Regions from separate parts of the Mus musculus genome. Here all the other regions are linked to region 5. Evidence: chromatin contacts called from public HiChIP or PLAC-seq, Micro-C and promoter capture Hi-C data. All regions are on one chromosome and are shown on one strand. Each heading gives the region's core, a stretch centred on a gene start, on an enhancer-like site or on the middle of the called end of the contact. The rest is flanking DNA. Distances are from core to core; before and after follow the strand shown. Region 1 holds the start of Fcna (ficolin A). Region 2 holds the start of Paxx (non-homologous end joining factor). Region 3 holds the start of Surf6 (surfeit gene 6). Region 4 holds the start of Phpt1 (phosphohistidine phosphatase 1). Region 5 holds the start of Qsox2 (quiescin Q6 sulfhydryl oxidase 2).

Evidence for each region. Promoter capture Hi-C pulls out the DNA fragments that hold promoters and counts their contacts. Hi-C and Micro-C count contacts between places; a contact is called where the count stands out from the background. HiChIP or PLAC-seq counts read pairs in DNA pulled down with a chosen protein or histone mark. Capture Hi-C pulls out chosen DNA fragments and counts their contacts.
Region 1: a promoter capture Hi-C map of adipose tissue shows a contact between it and region 5, with 2.3 times the contacts expected there. The contact joins the promoter of Fcna here to the promoter of Qsox2 in region 5. A contact is called at or near these places in 3 of 39 promoter capture datasets (hippocampal neurons, liver and neural stem cells), 3 of 115 datasets of contacts at active chromatin or transcription factors (astrocytes, bone marrow-derived macrophages and forebrain) and 1 of 9 other capture datasets (adipose tissue).
Region 2: a contact with region 5 is called in an H3K27ac HiChIP or PLAC-seq map of microglia, with 6 times the contacts expected there. The contact joins the promoter of Paxx here to the promoter of Qsox2 in region 5.
Region 3: a promoter capture Hi-C map of pre-B cells shows a contact between it and region 5, with 6 times the contacts expected there. The contact joins the promoter of Surf6 here to the promoter of Qsox2 in region 5. A contact is called at or near these places in 3 of 39 promoter capture datasets (liver and pre-B cells), 3 of 484 Hi-C or Micro-C datasets (CD4 T cells, Th1 cells and myocytes), 1 of 115 datasets of contacts at active chromatin or transcription factors (memory CD8 T cells) and 2 of 9 other capture datasets (adipose tissue and liver).
Region 4: a Micro-C map of embryonic stem cells shows a contact between it and region 5, with 5 times the contacts expected there. The contact joins the promoter of Phpt1 here to the promoter of Qsox2 in region 5. A contact is called at or near these places in 1 of 39 promoter capture datasets (liver), 1 of 484 Hi-C or Micro-C datasets (embryonic stem cells), 4 of 115 datasets of contacts at active chromatin or transcription factors (T-cell acute lymphoblastic leukemia, embryonic stem cells and pro-B cells) and 1 of 9 other capture datasets (liver).

What each region holds. Positions count from the first base shown.
Region 1 is chr2:25,626,567-25,631,457 of GRCm38.p6, reverse strand. Fcna (ficolin A) reads left to right here and starts at 3,484. Exons shown (of 10, transcript NM_007995.3): 1 at 3,484-3,709; 2 at 3,909-4,022; 3 at 4,127-4,180; 4 at 4,456-4,491; 5 at 4,782-4,817. The coding sequence starts at 3,622. It overlaps Fcnaos (a long non-coding RNA gene), which reads right to left. Exons shown (of 8, transcript XR_003954003.1): 6 at 2,347-2,504; 7 at 676-785; 8 at 1-263.
Region 2 is chr2:25,459,180-25,464,283 of GRCm38.p6, reverse strand. It overlaps Paxx (non-homologous end joining factor), which reads left to right and starts at 3,190. Exons shown (of 7, transcript NM_153557.1): 1 at 3,190-3,497; 2 at 3,569-3,629; 3 at 3,790-3,839; 4 at 3,927-4,117; 5 at 4,210-4,275; 6 at 4,425-4,509; 7 at 4,583-4,796. The coding sequence starts at 3,373. The coding sequence ends at 4,622.
Region 3 is chr2:26,899,804-26,904,923 of GRCm38.p6, reverse strand. It overlaps Surf6 (surfeit gene 6), which reads left to right and starts at 2,037. Exons shown (of 5, transcript NM_009298.4): 1 at 2,037-2,230; 2 at 4,992-5,120. The coding sequence starts at 2,137.
Region 4 is chr2:25,572,209-25,577,160 of GRCm38.p6, reverse strand. Phpt1 (phosphohistidine phosphatase 1) reads left to right here and starts at 2,290. Exons shown (of 3, transcript NM_029293.2): 1 at 2,290-2,478; 2 at 2,849-2,973; 3 at 3,462-3,730. The coding sequence starts at 2,322. The coding sequence ends at 3,554. It overlaps Ajm1 (apical junction component 1), which reads left to right. Exons shown (of 1, transcript NM_001005424.2): 1 at 1-1,745. The coding sequence ends at 188.
Region 5 is chr2:26,235,260-26,240,218 of GRCm38.p6, reverse strand. Qsox2 (quiescin Q6 sulfhydryl oxidase 2) reads left to right here and starts at 2,820. Exons shown (of 12, transcript NM_001302956.1): 1 at 2,820-3,176. The coding sequence starts at 2,867.

The DNA.
Region 1 (4,891 bases), core at 2,235-4,734, 610 kb after region 5:
CATATAAGGGTATGTGGTCATCTTGACCTTGCTCTCAGTCAAATTACTTTTCTGTGTCAATGACTGGCGGGCAGATTACAGCAACATTATGAAATAGCTGGGGGGTATGGAACAAAATGGCTACAGCTATGCTGGGCAGAGGGGCCTCAACACTCACCTCTCCATCACATAGTTATTCTTTGTAGTGGCACTCACCACTCTGCACCTTGAAGTGGCAGGCAAGCCTGGGTCTGTAGCCAATACTTCAGATTCCCTGAGAGAATCTGTCTCAAAATATAAGGTAAGATAAATATTCTTGCATACCAATAGGCTTATATCCTAAGATCTTAATATACATGTTGAGGAAATGTATATAAGAACACCCCCCCCCCAGAAAAATAAGATAGTGGACAACTGAGGAAGACGTGGGTATCAGGCCTGCACACTCACAAACTAGAAAAGTAATGAATGCTTGTATCCCTGGCCCTGGAGGAGCAGAGACAGGTAGATCCCTGACCTCGATGGCCAACCAGTCTGGTCTACTTGGCAGGCTCTAGAGCCCTCTACCCCACCACCCACCACTCTCAAAAACAAAAACAAAGCAAAAACAAAAAATAAAATAAAACCAAAAAAACAAAAACCCAGTCAATTCAGCAGGTGAGGTGGCCTGAGTTTAACCCCCAGAACCTCACTCACATAGAAAACCAGAAGCAGTTGTGCATGAGTCCCCGTGCCTCTGCAGGGAGTTGGGAACTGGAGACTCAGCCAGAAGCTGCTGCAATATAAGCCGCCTGCTGCATACAACACTGCAGAAACAAAAGACCTTGCTTCAACAAAGTACAAGGCAATAAACGAGTCCCAAAAGTTGCTCTCTGACCATACATGAATAGTGACAGGCACATCCCTGCACCCTCACAAGCAATATCACAGCCCACATAGGGACAGACAGACAGACAATAGTAAACTTTATTTTAAAGGTAGACAGATGTTGAGCATGTGACACACATCTTTAATCCCAGCACTTGGAGGCAAAAGCAAGCAGAACTTCAAGGCCAGCCTGGTCTACATAGGTAGTTCTGGGACAGCCAGGCTACACAGTGAAGCCCTGCCTTAAAAAAACAAACAAACAAATAAATAATTGACAATGTGAGCAGAAACAGCACCCAAGGCTGACCTCTGCCCTTCACATGCATGTGCGCACACAGAATTATCAACTACAGAAAAATACACCACAGTGATCTTATAACCACATTAAATGGAATAGATAGAACTCAAGTGGGAAGGAATTTCTCCTCATAAGTTCCCAGTGAAGTTTTTATTTTGTTTTTGTCTTATTTTAGAAGTAGTGGGGAACAAAGCCAGTGCTTCATGTTAGCATCCTACCACTGAGCTACACCTCACACCCAGTTCAAAAAAGAAGGGGGCTTACATGGAGTCTTACTATTTAGCCCTGACTGACTTGAAACTCACTATGTCTACCAGGCTAGCCTTAAAATAGTAGAGATTTTCCTACCTCTGCATCCCCAGTTTCAGGATTAGAAGCATATGACACCATTCCTATCCAAATTTAGAAATTAAGGAGAAAAAAAAAAACCTAAAATAATTCAACTGCACAGTGTAGAAAAGTGATTATTATTAATCACTTATTAATCATCAGCTAGGCGGTGGTGCACACCTTTGATCTCAGTGCTCAGGAGCCAGAGGCAGGTGAATCTCTCTAGTTTCAGGTCAGCCAAGGCTACACAGAAAAACCCTGTCTCCAAAAAACCAAAACCAAGGAAAAAGAAAGTGATTGGCAGGGTTGAAGAGACAGCTCATCAATACTGCTTTTGCAGAGGTCCCAGCTCTCAAGTCAGGTGGCTCAGGACTGCCTGACATCCCCACTCCAGGAAGCCACTCTATTCTGGCCTCATCGGGCACCTGCACACATGTATGTGTACATGCACACACACACACACACACACACACACACACACAAATAAAATCGAGAGGCAGGAGTGATGGCTTAGCAGCTGAGCACTGGCTGCTCCTCCAGAGGACCAGGATTCAATTGCCAGCCCCCTCATAGAGGCTCACAACCATCCTGTAAACTCCAGCTCTAAGGGATGCAACACCCTCTTCTGGCCTCCATGGACACTAGGCATGCAGTTAGTACACAGACATATGTGCAGGCAAAACACCCATTACGCATAAAGTAATAATCTTTAAACAGAAATAAAAATAAAATCTAAAAAAAAAATGATGCAGGTGTAAAGTTGGCTGAAAGGGGATAACGCTGGAAAAGTTAGACTCTTTTAGGTTTAACATTTTTTAATGAATTATTTTATTCATTTACATCCCTAGACTTGTTATTTTTAAAACACCTACCGCCTGGGCTGTGCTCAGCTTGCTGCAGTTGGAGATGGGGGAAGCCATTGCTGTTAGAGAGCTGGCTACTCCGATGAACCTCAGGGTTCAGGCCTGGGGCAGGAAAGAGCACTTCCTGTAGGAACTGGTGCCAGTGAGGACAGAGGGAGGTCAGCAGCCTGGAGGGACAGAGGGAGGTCAGCAGCCTGGAGGGACAGAGGGAGGTCAGCAGCCTAGAGGGACAGAGGGAGGTCAGCAGCCTGGAGGGACAGAGGGAGGTCAGCGACCTGGAGGGACAGAGGGAGGTCAGTGGCCTGGAGGGACAGAGGGAGGTCAGCAGCCTGGAGGGACAGAGGGAGGTCAGCGGCCTGGAGGGACAGAGGGAGGTCAGCAGCCTGGAGGCGTGCTGGGGAAGGAATGGGGGAGCATAGCTGGCCTAGTCTGGCCTGCAGGCACTCAGGTCCCTATGGATTCCCTGCTCACTATAAACCCTAGCCAGGCCGATGCCAGACTTTGCAGTAGGTAGGTATTAAGGTATACAGGGCAGGACTGGAGAGATGGCTCAGAGGTTAAGAGCACTGCCTGCTCTTCCAGAGGTCCTGAGTTCAATATCCAGAAACCATGTGGTGGCTCACAATCATCTGTAATGGGATCTGATGCCCTCTTCTGGCATCCAGGTGTACATGCAAATAGAGCACTCATATACATAAAATAAATAAATCTAAAAAAAAAAAAAAAAAGGATGTAGGCAGGGTAGTGAGAACGAGGGTTCTGCTGGCTTGGAGGGCCAGGCTCAGCTCTTTCATGGCCCAGCCAGTGCCTCACACTCTCTCAGGAAGGCTTCTTCTGTCTGCTATCCATGGATGGGAGGCTGAGAGGTTCAGCATTTGGCTCTGGGAGCTCAGTAGGCGCCTTTGGCCAGCCTTGCCTTTCTGAGCTAGTTCTTTGGGAATCTATTCTTTGGAGAGAAGCAGAAGAGGAAGGTAGAGGAGGAAGAGGAAGGTGGAGAAGGAAGAGAAGGAGGTGGTGTCCTCATGCCCCGAATCCCCAGTGCTGACTGGGAAAGTGTGCTGAGTGTGTGAGTACTGTACTCATGTGCTACAGGGAACTGCTGGGTGTGGCGCTGGCCATCTGGTGACACACAGGAAGTGTGCCTGGTTTTAACTTGCACTCCTTCTCAGGAGAAAAAGCTGAGCCGTGAGGAATCCAGGCAGTGAGGGTCTTCACTTCGTTCATCAGTGCCTCAGCCTCCGTCCAGAGCCAGGGAGTCAAGGAGTGGCTGCTGTACCCAGAGCAATGCAGTGGCCTACGCTGTGGGCCTTTTCAGGACTGCTCTGTCTCTGTCCCTCCCAGGCCCTGGGTCAGGAGAGAGGTGCCTGTCCAGGTGAGAGGGGTCTGCTCAGAAGTGTGGGCACACACATACCTGCATATGCCTGCACATGTGGCAGCAGGAGATGGGACATTTTAGAAGGGCAGCCTGAAAACACATCCAGAGACAGGCTGCATGAATGCTAGTGGGTACGGAGAGCTGTGGTTTTCAATGCTGCTCCAAAGCCACCCCTCTTTTTTTTTTTTCTATGCAGATGTTAAGGTCGTAGGTCTGGGGGCCCAGGACAAGGTGGTTGTCATCCAAAGTTGCCCTGGCTTTCCTGGCCCACCTGGGCCCAAAGGGGAGCCTGGAAGCCCTGCTGGAAGAGGTAGCAATCTGGATGGGAGAGGGATTCCCCTTAGCCTCCCCTTGGCCCAGCTCCCTCCAATCCTACCTAGGAGATGAGATCCAGTTTAGTCCTTGTGTTTACAGGAGAACGGGGCTTTCAGGGCAGCCCAGGAAAGATGGGACCTGCCGGCAGCAAAGGTAAGAGGGAATTCTCACATGGGTCTATCTGCCTAAGATCCAGACAGGTCTTGAGAGTGGTGCCAGTAGCACCTGAGCCCACACACCATCCTCCCCTATGTCCAGATGCATGCCTGCCCCCTTCCTACAGGCTGGGCATTCAGATCTCTCTCCTACAAGTTCTGCTCGCATGGATGGACACATAGGTGGATACACACACACACACACACACACACACACACACACACTGAAGTGAAAAAGAACCAGCACTGTAAGAATGCCCCTTCTGTCTACAGGAGAGCCAGGAACCATGGGGCCCCCGGGAGTTAAAGGTGAGCCTAGTAAACAAGTCTCCTTAGGAAGGGACCAGGAAGGACAGCTCCACATGGAGCAATATGGGATTAGGGTCTTGTTGGCTTAAGGGGAGTCTTGAATACAAAGAAAGGTGGGTGTTCCCAGAAGCACTACTTCAGGGGTCCCCAAAGTCTCCCCGGATCATTATGCATATCAGAATGTTGGGGGCTCACAGACTAGGGGAGAGGCTGGAAGCTGGGAGGGGTACAGGAGAGGATGTGGCAGGATTCCAGCTCTGGGACAAGGCTAGTATGCTGTATTCCTCCAGGGGAGAAAGGCGATACAGGAGCTGCGCCATCTCTGGGTAAGTACATCCCATAGTCTCTTCTAACGTTTCCAGTGTCTTTACCCTCTGGTTGTGAGTGAAGAAGAGTGAGC
Region 2 (5,104 bases), core at 1,941-4,440, 780 kb after region 5:
CCCAGGACACATCTCATCACCTGCTCACTCATGGAGAAAGAAACTTTGTTTCTCAGAGTGTCTTCTTGAGACTTCCATGCTTATGAGTCTGTAGCAGGCTGGCCAGGTGTCTAGGCCAAGTGAGGGGCCAGAATGCCCAAGTCAGTACACACAAGAGACTATCACTGGCTGAGGGTGGAGGACTTAGGGAAGGGACAAAGGCATTCATGAGATCTGCTTTCTCAACAAATCAGTGTGTTGGGCACAGATGAGTGTCCTCAGAGGTCCCTCCCAATGCCCCACTCTAACACCAACATAGAACTACATTGGGCGTGGTTTCCAGCATGGAGAAGGCAGGGAGGCCTGGCCACCATAGCTTCAAACAGCTACCGTGTTCCTCCAGATCCTTACTGCCCACTTTCAGTAATGTTTGGGGAGTTTTCAGTAATGCTCCACCTGCTCCTTGTATTGGGTCCAGCCACCTGCGGGGTCAGTTGGCTCATGATGCCTCTATGCTGAGTCTTCACCCAAAGAGCTCCCTGTTTTTCTCTACAGCTCCCCAGGCACAATAAACACTTTGGTGAGGCTGACAGAAGCAGTGTTTCATAGGGGAGTCAGAGAGTGGGTGGTGGGTGGCAAGGCCTGTCTAAGTCTGGAAACCACATAGGCTGGGTCCTTTAGGGCAGTACCTTCAGGGAAAGGACTATACCTTAGTTCTTCGTGGGAAGACCCAAGGTGCCTAAAGGCCCTTCTTGGACCCTGTAGTCCCCAGCATCTAGCCTAAGAGTATGATACGGCTGGTTTAGCTGCCCAGAAGCTCCCGCTTTGGAACAGCAATTACATGAGGCAAGCCACATTCCACCCTGTTCCATGTGTGCCCTGGGTCCCGGGAGCCACTGTAGACAGATTCAGCTTTCAAGTACATCAAATAGAAGGTCACTGAGATGCCTCTAAAGGTAAAGGTACTTGCTACTAAGGCTTATGACCTGAGTTTGATCCCTGGGACCTAAGGATGGAAGAAGAAAACTAACTGCCCTTTGACTTCTGACCTCTGTACCATGACACACATACACCCACTCACAATAAAATGAATAGAAATGCTTAATAATAATAATAATAATAATAATAATAATAAACTGAGGGAGGTGCTCACATTGGCTCTGGTCTCTACTTGCACATATGTGTGTACATGTGAATATGTAGAACACACACACAGGAAGGTAAGTGTATTATTTCTGTGTTTATACTGGACACAGTATAACTTGTTTGGCTTTTGTGTGTGTGCTAGGACCCTGTTGTGTACTCCTGCTGAGCAGGTACCTGGGATCCTTGGGCTTCAGCCTTTCCATCTGGATTTACAAGTGTGTTCCACCACGCCCTGAAGTACCAATGTTTGAAGAGACAAAATTGTCCCGAAATGTTTGAGGGTATAGTTCAGTGACACCTGTAATGTGAATATTATGCAAAAATTAATAAAATAAAATAGAATTTAATAAAAATATTGATTGTAAATTTGTCAAAATGTTGATAATTCGTCCATCTGGGGCTCATTATGCTGTTATTTCTGCTTTGTAGTCGGTTTAAAGTTTTTCACTCAAATTGGTAAAACAAACAAAACAAAGCAAACAAACAAAACCAGCAGCTCCATGGGAGGCTGAGAAACAAATCCTTGCAGACTTTAGCAGCCTAGAACAAGAAGCAGCGATATCTCCAGGTCCTTAAGGTCTGGGACAGGCCCCTCGAGTGGAAGAGGATGCCGTTCACCATCTCCCAGACCTGAGGCCTGGACAGGACTCTGCTTCCTGGCTCTGGCTCTGGCTCTGGCTCTGGCTCTGGCTCTGGCTCTGGCTCTGCCTCTGGCTCTGCCTCTGGCTCTGCCTCTGCCTCTGGCTCTGGCTCTGGGGCTCTGGCTCTGACTCTGGCTCTGGCTCTGGCTCTGGCTCTGGCTCTGGCTCTGGCTCTGGCTCTGGCTCTGGCTCTGGCTCTGGCTCTGGCACAGGCAGGCCTCCATACTTTAATATCAAAGGTTTTCCTGGGTTGCCTTGTGCTGTGGTGAGCAATGCAGTAGGGATGGGAGAAATGACAGACATCATTTCTGCCATATTCCAGTGGCTAGAATAGAAGCAAGACCTTAGATGCAGCTTCTAGGAGGGGGTCAGACAATGGTGGAGATGCAGGCAGACATCAAGGCTGAGCCAGAAACTCCTAAAACCAGGATGTACGGTACACAGTGAAAAGCAGGGAAAGTAAGACATGGGAGAGAGGGATGGAGACTTGAGCAGAGGTGAAATGTTCTACATGGATCCTCAAGAGGACACTTTCAAAAGAACTACAGGTAAGTACACCCGGCTGGAGACAGGCAAAAACCCATGCACGCAAAGGCTCTAGTCCGGAGCCTCAGCAGGGTTGAGCAAAACTAGAGGAAAGTGGGAATTGAGTATGTTTGGCTGATGGCACTTTTCAAATGTTAGCACAGTTCACCAAGTTACTAACCACTCTCACCATGGTTCTCATAGGTTCATGCTAGCCCTCTTCCACAGCCTTGGGAAGACTTCTGTTCCCATCAGGCCTCCTCCTGAGCACACCCTTTGCTGGGCTCCATTCTCTGCAGGTGGCATCAGCCCCTACTATGCAGGCCCTGTGTGGATTCTCATGAGCATTTGCTGCAGTGTGAGTGCTGTCCTGTCGGACTAGTCATCTCTCCCATTAGATCTCAGGTTCCAGAGACCTCCTGTTGGTGAAGGTGTCCTCAGGGCTGACAGGTATCACACAGAGGGTGGTGACTCAGACAATGGGAGGGTATTGCCCGGGAGAAAACTGCATCTCCAAACGTTTCCACATGTACTGTACTTACTCTTGTATTTTGGTTTGTTACAACTCAGCTTTAGAAAGAGATGTGTTTATATCTAAAGTGACAGGAAGGGACAAGTGACCAACAGTTTGGAGGCCCTGCAGTACAAGCCCTTGGGGGATAGATAGGAAAGAAGACCGGCATTGAAGAGCGGCAGATATGTTGCTAAGAAGGACCCAGAAAAGCGGAAGAGCACAAGGAGTGAGACCATAGTAGATCTCTGTTTGGATGCAAGGGCCAAAGAACAGAGCCCAGAATAGCACTGAGTAGCTAATGCGCTAAGCCCCGCCCTCCGAGTGCTTCCCGCCCCGCCCCACGTGCTAAACCCCGCCCTTTAGTCAGCCTCTTACTTAATGCCTGGTACCCGGAAACAATGTCAACCTTGAGTACCGCCCATCGCCTCGTCCTTCCGTCCCTCCAGAAACCAGAAGTTCCGCCGCCGAGCGAACACCTTAGATTGTGAGTCACCGAGTTTGTACTTCTGCGCAGGCGCCCTCAGCCCACATCTAACTTGGCTCCTGCGGCGAGACCGCCCTGCTGTCATGGCTCCTCCGTTGTTGTCGCTGCCGCTTTGTATTCTGCCGCCGGGTTCGGGCTCCCCCCGCCTGGTGTGCTACTGCGAGCGGGATAGTGGTGGAGACGGGGACCGCGACGACTTCAACCTCTAGTGAGTGGAGTCTAGGGATGTGGGGTGCGGGAGCATAGCGGGCACGGTGCCTGACAGCCCCTCCCACCCAGTGTGACGGACGCCGCCGAGCTCTGGAGCACCTGCTTCTCGCCTGACAGCCTGGCGAGGCTCGTGAGTAACAGTGCTGGGGATAGGAGACAGCTGGTAGCTTGCCACCCTCCCCCTCCCCGTGGCAGTGGTTCTAATAGCATTTCCAGGGTAGGGCAGTTTGGAATGTCCAGTGGGTCCAGGGTCCTGGGCGGGGTTAGTGACAATTCCTTGTTCCCAGCAGAAAGCCCGATTTGGCCTAAGTGGGGCTGAAGATATCCATTCCCGGTTCAGGTGAGTTCCAGTTAGGGAGGCCATGTGAATGAGAAGCTTGGGGTAGTGCTAACACATCCTGGCCATAACACACATCTCCCTCCTTAGGGCAGCCTGCCAACAGCAGGCAGTAACTGTAAGCCTGCAAGAAGACAGAGCATTGATAACCCTTTCAGGGGATACCCCTGCCCTGGCCTTTGACCTCTCCAAGGTGCCCAGCCCGGAGGCAGCCCCCAGGCTGCAGGCTTTGACTCTCAGCCTGGCAGAGCATGTATGCAACCTAGAGAGGCGGCTGGCAGGTACTGTATGTGTGGGCACCTGTACCTTCCCTCAGGGGCATGCTTTTGCAGACCCTCCTGGCATTGAGTGAGATGCCACGACTCTCTCTTAGCTGCAGAAGAGACCATCACTAGCCCCAAGAAGAACACCCAGCCAGCAGGCACTCAGTTCTTACCAGGTAAGGGGTGGGCCTGGCATGTGGGCTGGGGCTGCTCTTTCTCTGGAACTGCCTCTCCAGATGTCTCATGGGAGAATCTTTCCATGTGGACAGAGTTCTGGCCAGGGTTCTTTGGAGTTCAAGATTTCCCTGATCCTATTTTCTGGCAGAACTTGATCACCAGAGAGGCAGCTCTGGGCCTGGGGTCAGGAGACGGTGTCCAGGGGAGTCTCTCATTAACCCTGGCTTCAAAAGGTACTTGCCACCTGTCTCCCCTGCCCTGGTCCCTTCCTTTTCTTCTATGTATTTACATACTCTTGTCTTCTAGTAAGAAACCAGCTGCTGGTGTAGACTTTGATGAGACCTGAGGACAGCAAAGCCTGTTACTTGGCCAGGAGCCTGCCTGCAAGGAAAGGGGAGATCTAGGACCCCCTAATCAGAGACACCCCTTGCTTCACTTCCCCTGTGGTCCTGCTGTTGGGCAAAGGTGCCTCTCATCCCTTCTCCGTCAAATAAACTGCTCCCTCGGGGAGAGATGCTAGGCCAGACTTGAGTTGTGAAGATTGGCCTTGGGGAGGGGGCACGAGAAGACCCCTCTGGTGTACTGTGGAGCCCTGGGAGGCAAACAGATGCATCAGGCTCTCGGCATCCAGGAGGCTCTCCCGCCTAGGTCTTAAGGCAGGCAGCAGAGCTTTCTCAGACCTACTGTGTTGATTCTGCGTGGCCAGCACAGAAGCTGAGAGCGTCCTGGTCTGGTAGAGCCAGAACTCTCTAAGGCTTAGATGTCCCACACTTGCAAGCCCCACCCAGGTAGCACAGAGGCGTTGTCTTGGAGGCCACCAGAGGGCAT
Region 3 (5,120 bases), core at 788-3,287, 670 kb before region 5:
AGATGGGGCTGGGGTGGTAAACAACCCCTGATCACAGGTAGTATGGGCTGTGGGACAGGTGCAGGCCCAAAGATGTCTCTGTAGTAACAGGTGTCAAAATCAGGGCTGAACACTGTTATAATGGAAATAAAGAGTCCAGATGGGGGCTTCCAGTTTCCCTACCATGCCTCTGGGGTGGAAGAAGAGCCCTTAGAGGTGGGGAAGCAGCCACTGAGCCACCACCCCTTCACATCTCTCATGTGGCTGGAGGATCTTCAAGTAGACACTAGCATCATCCCACAGCCAAGAAAACTGTGACCTGAAACCTGGCCAACCAAACCCACAGTGTGGCCGAGTCACCTAAGCCACTGTGCTCAGGGCAGGGAATACTACATTGATGGGAAGAGGGAGTAAGGGGGAGATGGGAGAGTGAGGCCTAGGCTGGCACTTCATCACACATGTCCACCACATACAGGCATACATATACACACCATTCACACCTGCACACATGCGTGAGAGACTCAGAGATGCAAAGACAGTGTTGGCAATAGAGACACCAAAAGACGCCGAGGGATTCCAACAGCTCCAAGTCCTTAGAGTGGCTGGGTAACCTCTCCCAGGAGTTGTCCATCACAAAGCAGCGCATGTGAGGAGCACAGTAACACCAAGAGGCCTGACACCCATGGAGGGAACAGTGGGACGGCCCCTCCTTATATAGCTTTGGGTTCCTGGCATCTAGTAAATCCGTGACATAAAATAAATGGATGAAGAATCCGCTAGTACTGCAAGCTATATGACTGCAGCACCTGTACCTTTGATGCCACCTATTTTTGCCATCCTACTTAGAGCTATCATGCCTGCATCTTAGAAGGACTGGCCTTGGGCTTGGAAAGGCTGAGGTGTCTTGCTCAGAAGCGAAGATCTTAGAAACCGGGAGCTCAGACCCCATTGCCCCTCAGTACCAGGCTCACGGCTGACATACAGAAACCATGGTTCTCGGGCAGGTATGTGCATTCAGCCTGTCACTCCTGACTACCATCAGCATGCCTCATCCATGGTTGTAGTCCTGGGTCTATAAGGAACATAGGCTGGTCACCAGGTGACCCAGCACCTACAATAGCCAAAAAGAACATAGCACTGGAATGTGTAGCTAGGGGCAAGTCACTGCCCCAGTGAGGGAGTTTTCCAGCAGTGATGCCAAAGCAGTGTTAACTGTTGGAAGAGCTTGTAAGTGCCCTGGAGAAAGCTTAGCCACCTAGTGAAAGACAGTGTTTTATTGTTTAGTCAATTCTGTCGTTCACATTTAAAAGCGAAACTTCTCCTTTAAAGGGCACCATTGTCTTTCCTCTGCTTGCGTGGCCAGGGCCAGAGCTCCCTGGAGATACTGCTTGGGGATTTAGTGTTCTAGAAATTCAGAGTCACAAGTGATGTAAGTTGTGTGTCACCTTTTTTCATGAACTTCTGAGTTGCTGGGTCACACCCAAAAAACTACCGGGCAGGCTCTTCTTTGGGCTTGCCTTTCCCTTCATTTCCTCATAAGTAGCTTTAACGCCATCTGCAAGTAGTTTCTTATTCCTAAGGGCTCATCACCATTGAGATTCATTGCTACCGCATGTAATCTAAGATCCACGCCATACTCAGGTCTCTAGTTGTGGCCCACGTCTTTTTATACCTGATTGCGTTTTGCTCTGTGTGGCGGGAGTGGCAATAGGATGCTGGGCATCCCCTGCAGGCGGGGTTCTGACCTTCAGTCCAGCAGTAGGGAAAGAGCTATAGTAGCCCAGGTCTGCCCGGCCCTGAGGGCTTCAAGCTCGGTGGGAGCCCAGCCCTCTCAGGTTACAGGCTCCATTTTCAGAGAAACGCCTCCAGATTGAGGAGTAGCCGGCCCGTCAGGCATGGCTAATTGAGCTCCGAGAGGAAAGCAGCTGCTAGCGGATTTACACTGTGGCTTCCGGGGCTGGCTGGCTGGTTTGCTAACCTGGAGTTTAGATTACGGCTAATCCTTGGGGGTGGCTTCCGGTGCTCCAGGCTGCGTCTGCGCATAAGATACTTCCGGCGGGGTCACGCCGCTCTACTGGTGGTACCTGCGTGTACGGAGCTTCCGGCGGGGCTCCACCGCGGGAGCTTCCTATTCTGGTCCCAGCCTTGGTTGGCAGCATGGCTTCTCTCCTGGCCAAGGATACCTATCTTCAGGACTTGGCCAAGAAGATCTGCGCGCAGCCTGGCCCTGAACGACAGAGGAGCACATGGGGTAAGGCATCCGGCTCGAGCAGCTTTTGGGAGCAGACGCCGTCAGTAAGGAGCCCGCTGTCCTAGGTCGGGGCCGGACCCCCCGCAAGGGATATGAGTTCGAGCGGGTGGGTACTCGCGGGGACAGCAAAAGCTTGAGCTCTGGGCCCTGAAGGAGTGGGAGGCAGTTAGGAAATTACCAGACTCGAACGGAAAGAAAATCGGGCTTGCTACTACAAGTGTGAAGAGTTTTCTTACTGGCGTGTGTGTTTTTCAGCCCTTGTCTGTGAATGTGTTTCTTGTGTTGAAAGAACGCACACTCCATTCTTGGCTGTTTAGTTTAAAGCGCTAACATTTCCTTATCTTTGGAAGTGGAAGCAAGTCTTAAATCATAAAATGTTAATTGCGTCTGGGCCTGGTTGGTAGGGAGGCTGAGGAGAAAGACCTCGAGGTCAAGACCCGCCTGCCTGTCAGGACTACAGGATGTGATCACCTCTGCATGAGCAACTTCAGGAAACTCTCCGAAAGTAAAAGGAGCGGGTGGAGATATGGCTCAGTGGTTAAGAGCACTTGCTACTTTTGCATAGGACCCAGATTTGGTTCCCAGCAGCTACATGGCAGCTGACACCAGCCCCTAATTCCAGTTCTAGGGACTCATTAACACTCTTCTGGCTCTCAGTGGCACCAGGGATGGTCTTGATGCACAGACATACTTACAAACAGCACTCATAAAAGTAAACGAGTCTGGGAGGCACAGGTGGGAGGTGGTCTGCAAGCCTTTTAACACCAGCACTTGGCAAACAAGCAAGAAAGATTACTGTGAATTCCAGATGGCCAGGACTGCATACTGAGACCCCTTTTATTTGTTTGCTTGTTTGGAGACAGGGTTTCTCAGTGTAGCCTTGGCTATCCTGGAACTTGCTCTGTAGACCAGGCTGGCCTTGAATTCAGATTCACCTGTTTCTGCCTCCCAGGTGTGCCACCACCGCCTGGCTTAAGATCATGTGTTAAAAACAAACAAACAAACGGAGCTGGAGAGAGGGTGCAATAGTTCTGTGTATCTACAGCTCTTAGGAGAGGACCAGATTGTTCCCATCAGCCACCCTCATTTATGGTGCACATGATTAAAATGTAATAAATTTACCAAAAGAAAAAGGAGGTTTGGAAGTATGATTTAGTGTTGGAGTACTTGCCTAATGTGTGTGAGAGCTGTTGTGTGGTATCATGTAGGAAGACACATGAGTACCTGCTCAGCCAGGACACACATGCTGCACGTGAGCACAATGAAGCATTTGGTCTGGAGCCCATTTAGAATGATGGTGGCCTGTAAACATGGGTTTAGGTTTCCCCAAGTCCCATTTTCCAAGGGAAAATATTCCTTGAAGTAGTTTCTTGAAGTTTGACAGAACGAAGAAAGTCAAAGCAGGTTTAAAATACATTAGAGTGTATACCAGGTCATATAGCAAAATGACAGCTTTCTTTAGGACTAGATGCTGATGGCAGTTCCTCCCGTCCCCCAAACAGGGCTTCTCTGTGTAGCTTGTAATGTCCTGGACCCTGTAGACCAGGCTGGCCTTGAATTTACAGAGATTAGTCTGCATCTGCCTCTGAAGTGGAGTGCTGGGATTAAAGGTGTGCCTGGTGCTGATAGCATTCTTAATTTTTAGGTTGGCCTGCTAAGTGAGTATATTCCAAAACGTTTATTATCTATTAGTCACATGGAGGAGTCAGTCTGCAGACAGCTTCTTTCCAGGAAATCTCTGGCAGAACCAAAGGCAGAATACTGCTGAAGTCCAGAGAGGCAAATGAATTGAGCCTTATGGGGTGACTCACAGGAGTGGAAATGATTCAAACACAGCTTTACCACCAAAGTCTACCCCAGCATGGGTGATGGATCACAAAAGCTGGAAACCTGAAGTGCACTGCACAACTTGCAGGCAGCTCAAAAGTTGGAGAGTATTTATTTCATGTACTTCTGTTTGATTAAGTGATGCTCTGCCTTCTTATCTATGCTTGGGGAAGAGGGGATCTAGTGAATCTGGTCAGTTTCAGGGACTTCTAAGCCTTGGTGTTTGGTTCCTGAGTTTAAGGAGCGCGCCTCCAAGGTGAAGGCTGGTATACTTGCTTCCTTCCTTTCTTTCTTTTTCCCCCTTTCTCCCTTTCCCCTTCCTCCCTCTGTCTTGTCTTTCCATGGTTTCTCTGTGTAGCCCTAGCTGTCCTGGAACTCATTTTGTAGACCAGACTGGCTTTAAACTCACTGAGATCCACCTGCCTTTGTCTCCTGAGTCCTGGGATTAAAGGCGTGCTCCACCACACCCTGCTGGCAGGTTTTATTTAGGAGGAAATTGTTGTCCATGAGCCTAGTGTTGAGGTTTGGGCAGTGAGGAGAAAGTGTGTGGCAGTACTGTCATTACTTAGAAGAGGTGGTTATGTGTAGATATTCGGGTGGTGACCACCCTGAAGCCATATTTGGTATTCTATTCTTCATGTGCATAACTGCCCTGCCAAGTGGGTGAGTATGTTTTGCATTTAAAAAATAATAATTTATTTTTGCTCTTTGGAGACAGGATCTCACTATGTAGCCCAGCCTGGCATCGAACTCTCAGGAATTCTAGTGCCTTGGCCTCCAAGTACTAAGGGGTGATAGACACATAGCTGCCTGCTGCCCTGGCAGGAGGTGGTTGTAGCTCTGGACAGGCGGTGCTGGCCTAGCTACCTGGTTCTTTGCATTCTCTTCCTCTGCTGAATTGGTGAAAAGGGACTCTGCTTGTTTTGCATTTCAGGTGTCAGAACAAAAGGCTCAGAAGCTGCTGGCGCCCCCAAAAAGAAAAGGAAGAAAACACAAAAGAAGTCTCCGGAGCAGGAACAGAAAGCTATGGATCACAAGACTAAAGCCCTGGGCAAGAAGCCTC
Region 4 (4,952 bases), core at 1,041-3,540, 660 kb after region 5:
ACGAATTCCCACGGGTCTATGAGCAGCTCTGTGAGTTTGTGGAAGCTAACCGGCGCTTCACGCCCACAACCATCTATCCCACGGATCGGCGCACTGGCCGCCCCTTCATGTGCATGATCATGGCTGCATCGGAGCCGCGTGCACTAGATTGGGTAGCCAGCGCCAACCTGCTGGACGACATCATGTGAACCATGGAACTATTAGGCCCAGGCCCCGACCCCGAGCCCTGCCTACTCTACTCAGGCCCTGCCTGATCCATCACGAAGGCCCCCAGAGTCTGGACCAGTTGGTTCAGCGCCTTCCAAATCCCCTGGGCCTCCTTTAGTCTTATACAAATTCTCTGCCCTGAGCTCCACCCACTCCACACCTCTAATTTTGCCTGGGAGCCCCCACCCCCACCCCTGTCCCGTTTCCAACCAGCTGCTTCTTTTCTTCTCTGTTCGTAACCGGGCCATCCAAATTCCACATCCTGGGCTCTCCCCAAGCCAGTCAAGGAGAGGGGGCTCCCCAAGGGCCCGGTCCTCGCCCTCGGTGCTCCCCACTGGGAGGTGGGGTGGGACTGAGGACCTCTGGGCTCTGCCTGCTACACTCATCCCATGGGGACAAACTCAGTTGGTGTATGTTGTGGGTGCTTGCTATAGCTCTCCAACCCTTCTAGTCCAGAAATCCATGTTAACCAAAGCCCGATGTCCTTACTTCGAGCACTTCCCCTAACCCTCCTGTCTGGGGTGTATCAGGCTCAGAGGGCTACTCCCTGTGCACCCCTATGAGGTTGAGGCAATGGGCGTAGCCAGCACTGTACACGTACCAGTGCCGCCTGTCCTTCAATACTCTCACCTTAGTCTGGGCACTTGTAGACAAGTTGGAATACTGGGGAATTTTCAGGTTAAGGCCAAGGTACAATCCACCCTGCCAGATGGAAGCCTGAGCAGGGGAAGCAGTGTGGGCGGCGACCCAACCAGAGTTAAGATCTGGGTAAGGATTTGAGCTCCCAACACCTACCCAACAAGATGGCCTTAAAAATCTGCCTTCCAGAGAAGATGGAGAGGTGGGAAGCGTGTGCTGACGAATTAGCAGACAACCCTACTGAGAGCAGCTCCTACCACGGAATGACTTGGGAATGAGTAAGGAACAGGGCTGTCCCTAATTAGGAACTGGACTAGGAAAGGTGCTTAGTAGTGAGCCACCAAGTGTGGGTACGGTTAAGGAGTCGGTGCCGAGGCCTGCCCCGAATCCAATCCTGTGTGCAAAAGTGCCCTGGCTGCACTCCAAGCTGAGAGAGAAGCCAAAGCCTGACGTGTTGTGGAGAGGTCTAGGCTTCCCTAAGCCCCTTGCCTGACCCCGTACCTGGATCTGAGCCCAGGACTTTGTGGAGGGTGTGACCCAGAGAGGGCTTGCGACCAGATTCTCCAAGAATCTTGGGAGAAGAAGAAGCCCCAAGCCCTTAGGAGCTCTGAAAGTTCAATTGCAAGAACCTGGGACACACACCTATGCACGAGGGTGTGCACACGCGCCAGCTACCCTCGACTGGATGTCCCCGGGACACTCCAGCTCTCTCTCCTTGGCCCCTGTCTTAGCACATGCCCGGATGCCGCTCTTGCAACACTTGCTGCCCCGCCGCCTGCCGCCCTCCCCAGGGGCTCCACAGTCCCTCCTGCGGCAGACTGGCAAGAACGCCTCTGACGAGAAGGGCAAGTGCTTTCGAACCAAGTAAAATAGAACTTGAATGTAGCTGCTGCTAATAACTCGGTAGTGGTGGTGGTGGTGGTCGTCGTCGTGGCCGGGGGGGGGGGGGGGGGGGGGAGCATTGCGTCAAAGCTTCCGGGAGTAGGAGCTTAACAACCCGCAACCGGAGTATTGTGGAAGGGGAGGCCCGAGGGTGTGAAGTGGAGTATGCAGGGGAGTACTTGAATTTGGAGAGACCGGAGAGAGATCCTCCGGTTTACAGGTGTTGGGGAAGAGAGGACTTCGGATTTATGGTTTACGGATTGAAGCCTTAGGACCCAGGAGTGGAACCGGAGTGCGTCCTTGCATCCTTTTGCTGCCCTGCAGCGGGTTGATTTACAGCACCACGGGTTAACCTATGCCTCGGCTCCTTTAACTGGGACTCATGAGCCCGATCCCAAAGCTGCAAAGAACTGGGTTGCAATTGGCCAGTCCGTGCCTCAGATTGGAGGTACAACTGGCTGAGGCTCTGGGCTAGGTAAGCATTCCCTCACGGGATTGGCCGTGGCTGCCAAAGGGCCCGCCTCCCTACGCATAGGCCTGGGTCGGGTTTGGTAAGGGGCTGTGGGGCCCAGAGATCGAGCGCTTCGGGGAACATGGCGGCGGACCTCGGTCAGATTCCTGATGTAGACATTGATTCGGATGGCGTCTTCAAGTATGTGCTGATTCGAGTCCACTTAGCAGAGCCTTCTGGGGATCCGGCGAAGGAGTGCAAGGAAATCGTGCGTGGCTACAAATGGGCTGAGTACCACGGTGAGGGCGGGGCCTCTGTGCCCTTGGAGGCGGGACGAAGGTTAGGGGCGGGGCCTTACAGTTGCTGGTAGCGGAGTAGTGACTGCTAATATATCATGACTTGTACTAACACATAGCTAGGCTGACCTAGAAACGTCGGGATTTGGGCAGAAAGGAGTGCCATGACTGGGATCTTCTTAATCCCGTCTCTCACTTCGAAAGTGTCTTCTTCCTCCCGTTCATCTTTTTGCCAGCGGGGGAAGGGCTCATCTTCTCTGGGAAAAAGACCACCAAGAGCTGGAGCTTCTGACCCCATATCCAGCCCTAGAGTTCAGTGTGGGGCCAACAAGGGCGGCTAGGGCATATCCTGAGGCCACTCTCCCCACCCCAGCGGACATCTATGACAAAGTGTCAGGCGAGCTGCAAAGGAATGGCTATGACTGTGAGTGCCTAGGCGGCGGGCGCATCTCCCATCAGAGCCAGGACAGGAAGATACACGTGTATGGCTACTCTATGGTGAGCTCCAGTCCCCAGGTCTCAGCCAGACTGCAAAGCTCACCTTTGTGAGCCTGACCCCACCCCCACCCCACCCCACCCCACCCCTCACACCACCATTCAGGCCACCTTTGGGACTCTGAAAGTTGGAGCTACAGAACCCTTACTTAAGGGCTGAATGGGTTTTCCTTTCCCCACGTTTTCCAAATGACACCTTGGGCTACATCCCCGACTTGCTCCAGATCCTGATGGGTCTGTGTCCTGACTCTCTAGGGGCCCTTGGAGCCACCAGTACTGGGGTCAAATTCACAGTTCTATGTTGATCCTTTTTCATAAAGTCCACCTTAGACCCTCAGGCATCACCTGAAGAGCTCTTCAGTCCTCATCATGATCCCAGTATGATTAGGATGGTAGGATCTGCTAACTTTCCCCAGGGCTGCTATTGCTGCGGCTTCTGGGTGGGCTCCCAAAGCAAAAAACTAGCAAACTGGCGGTCATCCTTTCTCTAGGGTTACGGTCGTGCCCAGCACTCTGTTTCAACTGAGAAGATCAAAGCCAAGTATCCTGACTATGAGGTCACCTGGGCTGACGATGGCTACTGAAGCTCTGCCCCACCCCCCACCCCCCGGACTAAGTCAGGTCTCTGCTCTTGCTGTGTTCTGTTTTGAGGGGCTGGCCCTGTGCTTTCCTTTTGTACCTTAGGCAGCATAGCACCTGCCAGGCCTTAGAGGCCAGACCAATCTGGTCCATAGGAATTAAAAGCATTGATATGCCTACTAGTCCCTGACTTGTGTCTTGCCTTCTTTACCTTTGGATTGCACCGGACAGACCTGCTCAGCTTCAGGGGCCCTGGGAACTACTGGTGCACACTCAGCCCCCTAGGTGCAGATAAGGGGGCCCCTGCATTGCAGCCATTTATGGCTTGATTGTTCCTCCATGAAGCTGCTATCCCCAAGGACATCTGGGAGGGGGCCCCACAGGCCTTGCACAAGAAGTCAGTTCCTGGCCACCTAAGGCCTGGGGTGCCCACAAGTGCCCCCTTCCTGTAGTTCATCCAGGAGTCCCACCAGGAAAGGGTCCTGGCAGCCATTGTCCCGCCAGCTGGCAGGCTACATTTTTCATCTGTTCTCAGGCCAAGCCTGATATCCCTGAGTGATCGCAGGAACAGTCATGCTTGTGTCTCCTTCACTTGGGACTTTAACTTAGATGGATCTTAGTCCCAGGACCATTTACACTCTAATTCTCTGCACTAACCCCACTTCACCATACAGGACAGTGGGTAGGCACCAGCTTAACCCCTGCTCTAAAAAGTCTCACACACCTTGTGCCATTATAGTGAGTCCTAGGGAGAGCCAGGGCTGGGGCCTCCCTCACCAGACTTGAGCCAGCCTTCGTCAGCTCTGTAGACGGCACACAGACACTACTGAGAGAGATACCCTGTATAGGCTAGGAGGCAGCTGAGATACCCTGTATAGGCTAGGGGGCAGCTGAGATACCCTGTATAGGCTAGGGGGCAGCTGAGATACCCTGTATAGGCTAGGGGGCTGACCTAAGGCGAGACAAGCCCCAAGGTCTCAGTCAGTCAGTCATAGGCAGATTCTAGTTCCATGTGACAAGATCTTCATAACTCTGACATTCCTCTTGCCTCAGCTGTGGGCCTTTTCATGGGAGAATGAGTTTGTGGGCTCATCAAGACTTTTTCCAATCACCAACCACACAGCACATGATATCTCAGAACAGTTTTTGTTTTGCTTCATTTTTTTAAAAGATTCCTCCTTTTTTTTTTTTTTTTTTTTTTGGAGACAGGGTTTCTCTGAAGATTTGTTTATTTAATGCATATGAGTACACTGTAGCTGTCTACAGACATCAGATCCCATTACAGACAGCTGTGAGTCACCATGTGGTTGCTGAGATTTGAACTCAGGACCTCTGGAAGAGCAGTCAGTGCTGTTAACTGCTGAGGCATCTCTCCAGCCCCTTGTTCGTTTTTTTTGTTTTGT
Region 5 (4,959 bases), core at 1,571-4,070:
TTATTTTTCATAGAAAATAGTTATTTCTCAGTTAAAGCACACTTTTGATTTTCCTGTGATCTGTCTCTGTCAGTGCTTTGCAAACCAGTCTCTTTAGACCATGCTTTCAGCTTTCCACATGCCAAACTGTCACATGAATTTCCCAAGTCCCTGGGGCCCCATGCTCTCCTGCTCTACCATGACAGCCACTCTCATAAAACATATACAAAGGCCACTGGGGCTCTTACAAATGGTTGGGAACCATAAACTCCCTGGAAAGTGTATTCTCATCTTGCCTGCTGTCTGAGCCCTGCCCCAGGACTGGCTGCATGGGCTGGGACTACAGTGGACTTGTCATCAGTGAGACATAGTTCAGCAGTAGACATAGCTCATGTAGTCCCCAGCAACCTGCAGAGTCTCCTCAACTTTCAAAGATCCCCATCCAGGTAACACCAGATCCTTGACTTTGCCACAGATAAGAATTTCAGGATGGGCCAGATGGTAGTGAAGTCAGAGTTCATTAGGAAGAAAGCAACAAAAACTTCAGCATAGTAGTTAATAGAGAGATGCTTAGGGAAAAAATAAGGCACACCCAATCCTGGGTGTTGACTTCTCAAAGGAGAGTCATATCTAAGTGGCTTTGAAATAGCCATGTATAGGATTTCAGAGGCTATCAGAGTTTTTTGCTCAACAGATATCTAAGGGACTCTCCCTTCCTCTTCCTCTTTTCCCCTTTCCAATAAGTGAGATTATAGGATGGTTCTGAAGCCATCTGGATGGAATTACAATCTGGTAAAATAAAACCTTGGGCCACAAGGAGTTTAAGGAACTACTTTTCCTGTAAATGAGTTCCTTGTGAAATTCCTAGAAACCTGCAGGTTTAGATCGAAAAGACACAAACATGGCTTGCTGCTACTTTAACATCCTTATTTTAAAATGTTGTCTCTGTGTCAGCAAATGTTAACTGCATTGGAATTCTTGACTATCAGCTAGAGACAAGCGTCAGCCAATCTCCAGACTCTCTCATATCCCCTGAAGTTTCCTTATCCATCCTGCCTCAGACTTTCTTGCCTTCTGTGTAGAGTTGGGACCTGAAGATCAAGCTCTCCCATCCCAGGCTGGCCTTGTCCAGATCCTTTCCACATACAAACTGAGGGTCAAGAAGCCAGTCCTGCTGGGCATGGTGGCACACGCCTTTAATCCCAGCACTCAGGAGGCAGAGGCAGGCGGATTTCTGAGTTCGAGGCCAGCCTGGTCTACAGAGTGAGTTCCAGGACAGCCAGGGTTACACAGAGAAACTCTGTCTCAAAATTTAAACAACGACGACGACGACGACGACAAAGAAGAAGAAGAAGAAGAAGAAGAAGAAGAAGAAGAAGAAGAAGAAGAAGAAGAAGAAGAAGAAGCCAGTCCTACTCTCATGACTGCCTCCCCCCACCCTACCCCCAGGCAGTTTCCCTACCAGTCTCTCTGGTCCCTTGTCCTGCTTATTCATCCTCTGGTGACCATTAAAAATCAAATAGCTTCTCTGTATTTGTCTCCCAACCATGTCTCCCTGTTGCAGGATATTTGATCACAATGTAAACCCCAAGACTGTGTTATTTACTGAGAATAAAACCGGTTTCTAGTTGTGGTGTGGCTCAGCCCTTAGCACACACCTTTAATCCATGAGCTTTCTGTTTATTGTAAACAGTATAGATTAGATATAGATATAGATATAGATATAGATATAGATATAGATATAGATAGGCTTTTCAAGACAGGGTTTCTCTGTATAGCCCTGGATGTCCTGGAACTCACTCTGTAGACCAGGCTGGCCTCGAACTCAGAAATCTGCCTGCCTCTGCCTCCCAAGTGGTGGGATTAAAGGTATGCGCCACCACGCCTGGTTTATTGTAAACAATATTAAATAGGTCAAGAGGAAGAACAAGAGACCAGTTGACAGGGAGTGAAGTAGGAAAAACCGTACAGTGAGAGATCAGGTAGACAAACAGGAAGTAGAAGAGATTACATATTCTCTCTAGTGTTTGGAGAAAGCAGAACATTAGCATAGGAAAGTAGACTGAGTGATTGGAGAAGCCAGACATGGTGGTGCACATGTGTAATCCCAGTCCAGGGAGGCAGGAGGACAGATTCAGGCACATAGTGAACTCCATGCCAGCCTTAGAACCCTGTCTAAAAAAGAAGAGTCAGGTCTACCTCTCCTTTCTACCATCTTAGCAGGAAGCCAGCCAACTTTACCAGGTGGTTCTACTGTATCATGTGGGTTATAAAAAGGTCAAGGGATCATCGTGGATGTTTGAAGTTGACAGGTAAAATCATAGGTTGCATGTAAAATCTAGGATTCATGCTACATAAGAAATACAGGCATATAGCAAATATTTTTTCGATCTGTTTTTGTCCTATTAAATCTGCATTTCAGACTGAAAATCTTGGCCTGGTGTTTACTCAACATTCAACATGGCACGGGCTATTTCCCCTTGCTAAATCTGGCTACTTAGGCCCAGGACTTTCACTAGGTGAAAATTGCTTGCGGGTTTTAAGATTTTTAAGAGTTTTTTTTAATTGGGATAGGGCCAATGACCAGAGGCAGGGGCGGGGCCAGGAGCACAGGGGCGGAGCAGACTTAAGGAATGAGGCGGGGCCTACATTCTGGGGCGGGAACAATGTTCGGGGGCGGAGCAAAAAAGCGAGCTGTGCGGGACCTGGAATGACCAGTGCTGGGGAGGGGGGTCAAATTACGAGGGCGGGGCGAGAACGAAGAGTAGTGCCTGGGAAGATTAGCGGATTCGGGGGCGGGGCTAGTGCCTAGGGCGGGACCGGCGCGCGCAAGCACGTGACGCCGGTTGCCAGGGTGAAAGGTCAACGCGCCGGCGGCACTCCCAACATGGCTGCCGCCCGGGCTGTGGCGCGGGATCCAGGAGCTTATGCGCGGCAGCCACCGTCTCTTCGAGCCGCGCGGCTGCCGCGGCTGCTCTTCCTGCTGGCGGTGGTGGCGGCAGTGGGGCCCCGGGAGGGCGGCGGGGCGCGGCTCTACCGCGAGGGCTCAGACGCCGTGTGGTTGCTGGACAGCGGCAGCGTGCGGTCGGCCACGGGCAACAGCTCAGCCGCGTGGCTGGTGCAGTTCCACTCGTCGTGGTGCGGCCACTGCATCGGCTACGCACCCACCTGGCGAGCGCTGGCGGCGGACGTGCGAGGTGAGGGCCCCGCGCGCCGGTGGACGTTCCTCCGACGCAACAGCTACGTGGGCGAAGCCCCACAGATGGGGCCGATGGCTTTCCTGAGGTCGCCAGCTCAGAACACCGACTTCAACATGTCCCCAACCACTTATCCTAGCCACTACCCGATCAGTTTGACTTTCCCCATACCCAGCAATTGCATTTCAGAGGCTACCCTCTCCACTCAGGAAGGTCCCCATTCCTGTCAAACCTCAGCCTCGTTTGCTAGGTAGCCGACCATATGGTGGGCATTGGGCTGAGAAACTTAGATACCCACTCTGGGGACTGCTCTGCAACAGCAGAAAGTTTACAAAGCGTCTTCTTGCTGGGCTTCTGGGTCACTAGCCATAGCTTTCAGGAAATCTTCCCATATATGTTTAGTTACTCACCTTTGTAGAACTCAGACCCCTTGGAGCAGCTCCTGTAAATGGAATTTAAGTGGCCTTCCCAGCACTGGCTTACATTTGGCTTCACTGGCTTACAACTGTTGAACTAACCTCTAATTACAGATCTCTCAGGGCAAGACAACAAATTGTTACTCTTTTTCCTGCACCTTTGGTTTTAGGTCTGATGTTGAACACTGCTGTGTTCTTCTTAAACAGATTTGCAAAGAAGCCCTTTTTCCAAGTACGCAATTGCAGATGACTATTTTAAAATGTTTACCCTCTCTTTCCTCATTGTTGGGGCACTTTGACTTATATTTTTTTATTTTTTTGAGACAGTTTCATGACGTTGTCCAGGCTGGCCTTGAATCCATTGACCTCTGCTTTGGTCCTTATGTAGAATCTAATGACATTGTTCTCTTGGGTCGTAAGTTTTCTTTTTCTTTCTTCTTAATACTTAATTTGTTTTGAATTACATGGGCGTGGGTGTGTGCAGGTGAGTGCAGTTTCCCTTGGAAGGCAGAGGTTTTGGATTCCCTGCAGCTGGAATCAGAGGTGGAGGGAGCTGGGAATGACACTCCAGACTGAAAGAGCAGTGTGTGGGGTTTTCTTTGTTTGCCTCTTTATTTATAGTTTTTCAAGCCAGGGATTCTCTGTGTAGTCTTGGCTGTCCTAGAACTCACTCTATAGACCAGGTTGGCCTTGAACTCAGAAAGATCCGCTTGCTTCTGCCTTCTGAGGGCTGGTATTAAAGGCGAGCACCCACAACACCCTGATGCAGTCTGTGCTTTTAAACTTTGAGCCATCTCAGTTTCCTTAAGTCCTTGACAAGCACTAGCCAAAAGTGAGACAAGACAGTGAAAAGACAGTTTATACACTGGTTTTTTGTGGGGGTTTTATTTTTATTTTTTGCCACTCAATAGAGGAGAGGATTTTCCATTTCTTAATGCTTGTTGGTGGACCTGCAGGTGACCCTGGCAAGACTTGTTGGCAGCTTTTTTGCTTATATCAGTTCTGGCTTTCAATCTGGTAGCTAACTTGTACAAGCCACATCACGTGTTATAAGCTGGCTCTTCTATTAACCAAACCAACAGAGAGTGCTGCAGTTGTCCCCGGAATTTGAAAGGAAGAACAGTTCCAAAAGTGCCACAGTAAAAATGCACAGCTAATGCTGTGGTTGGCTTAGTGAACTGCAGTTGTCTTTAAAGAGTGACTGGTGCCTAGAAGATGGGGCAAGGTGTGGTGAAAGTGAAAGCTGACTGGCAGGGGCAGGTGAGGGCCTGAAGAGGGGTGCAGGATGTTGAGGGCAGAACTGCCTGAGTCAGGATGTCAGAGGCTCCTGAAGCAAGTCACCTGAGGACTTGGTAGGTGCTAACCCT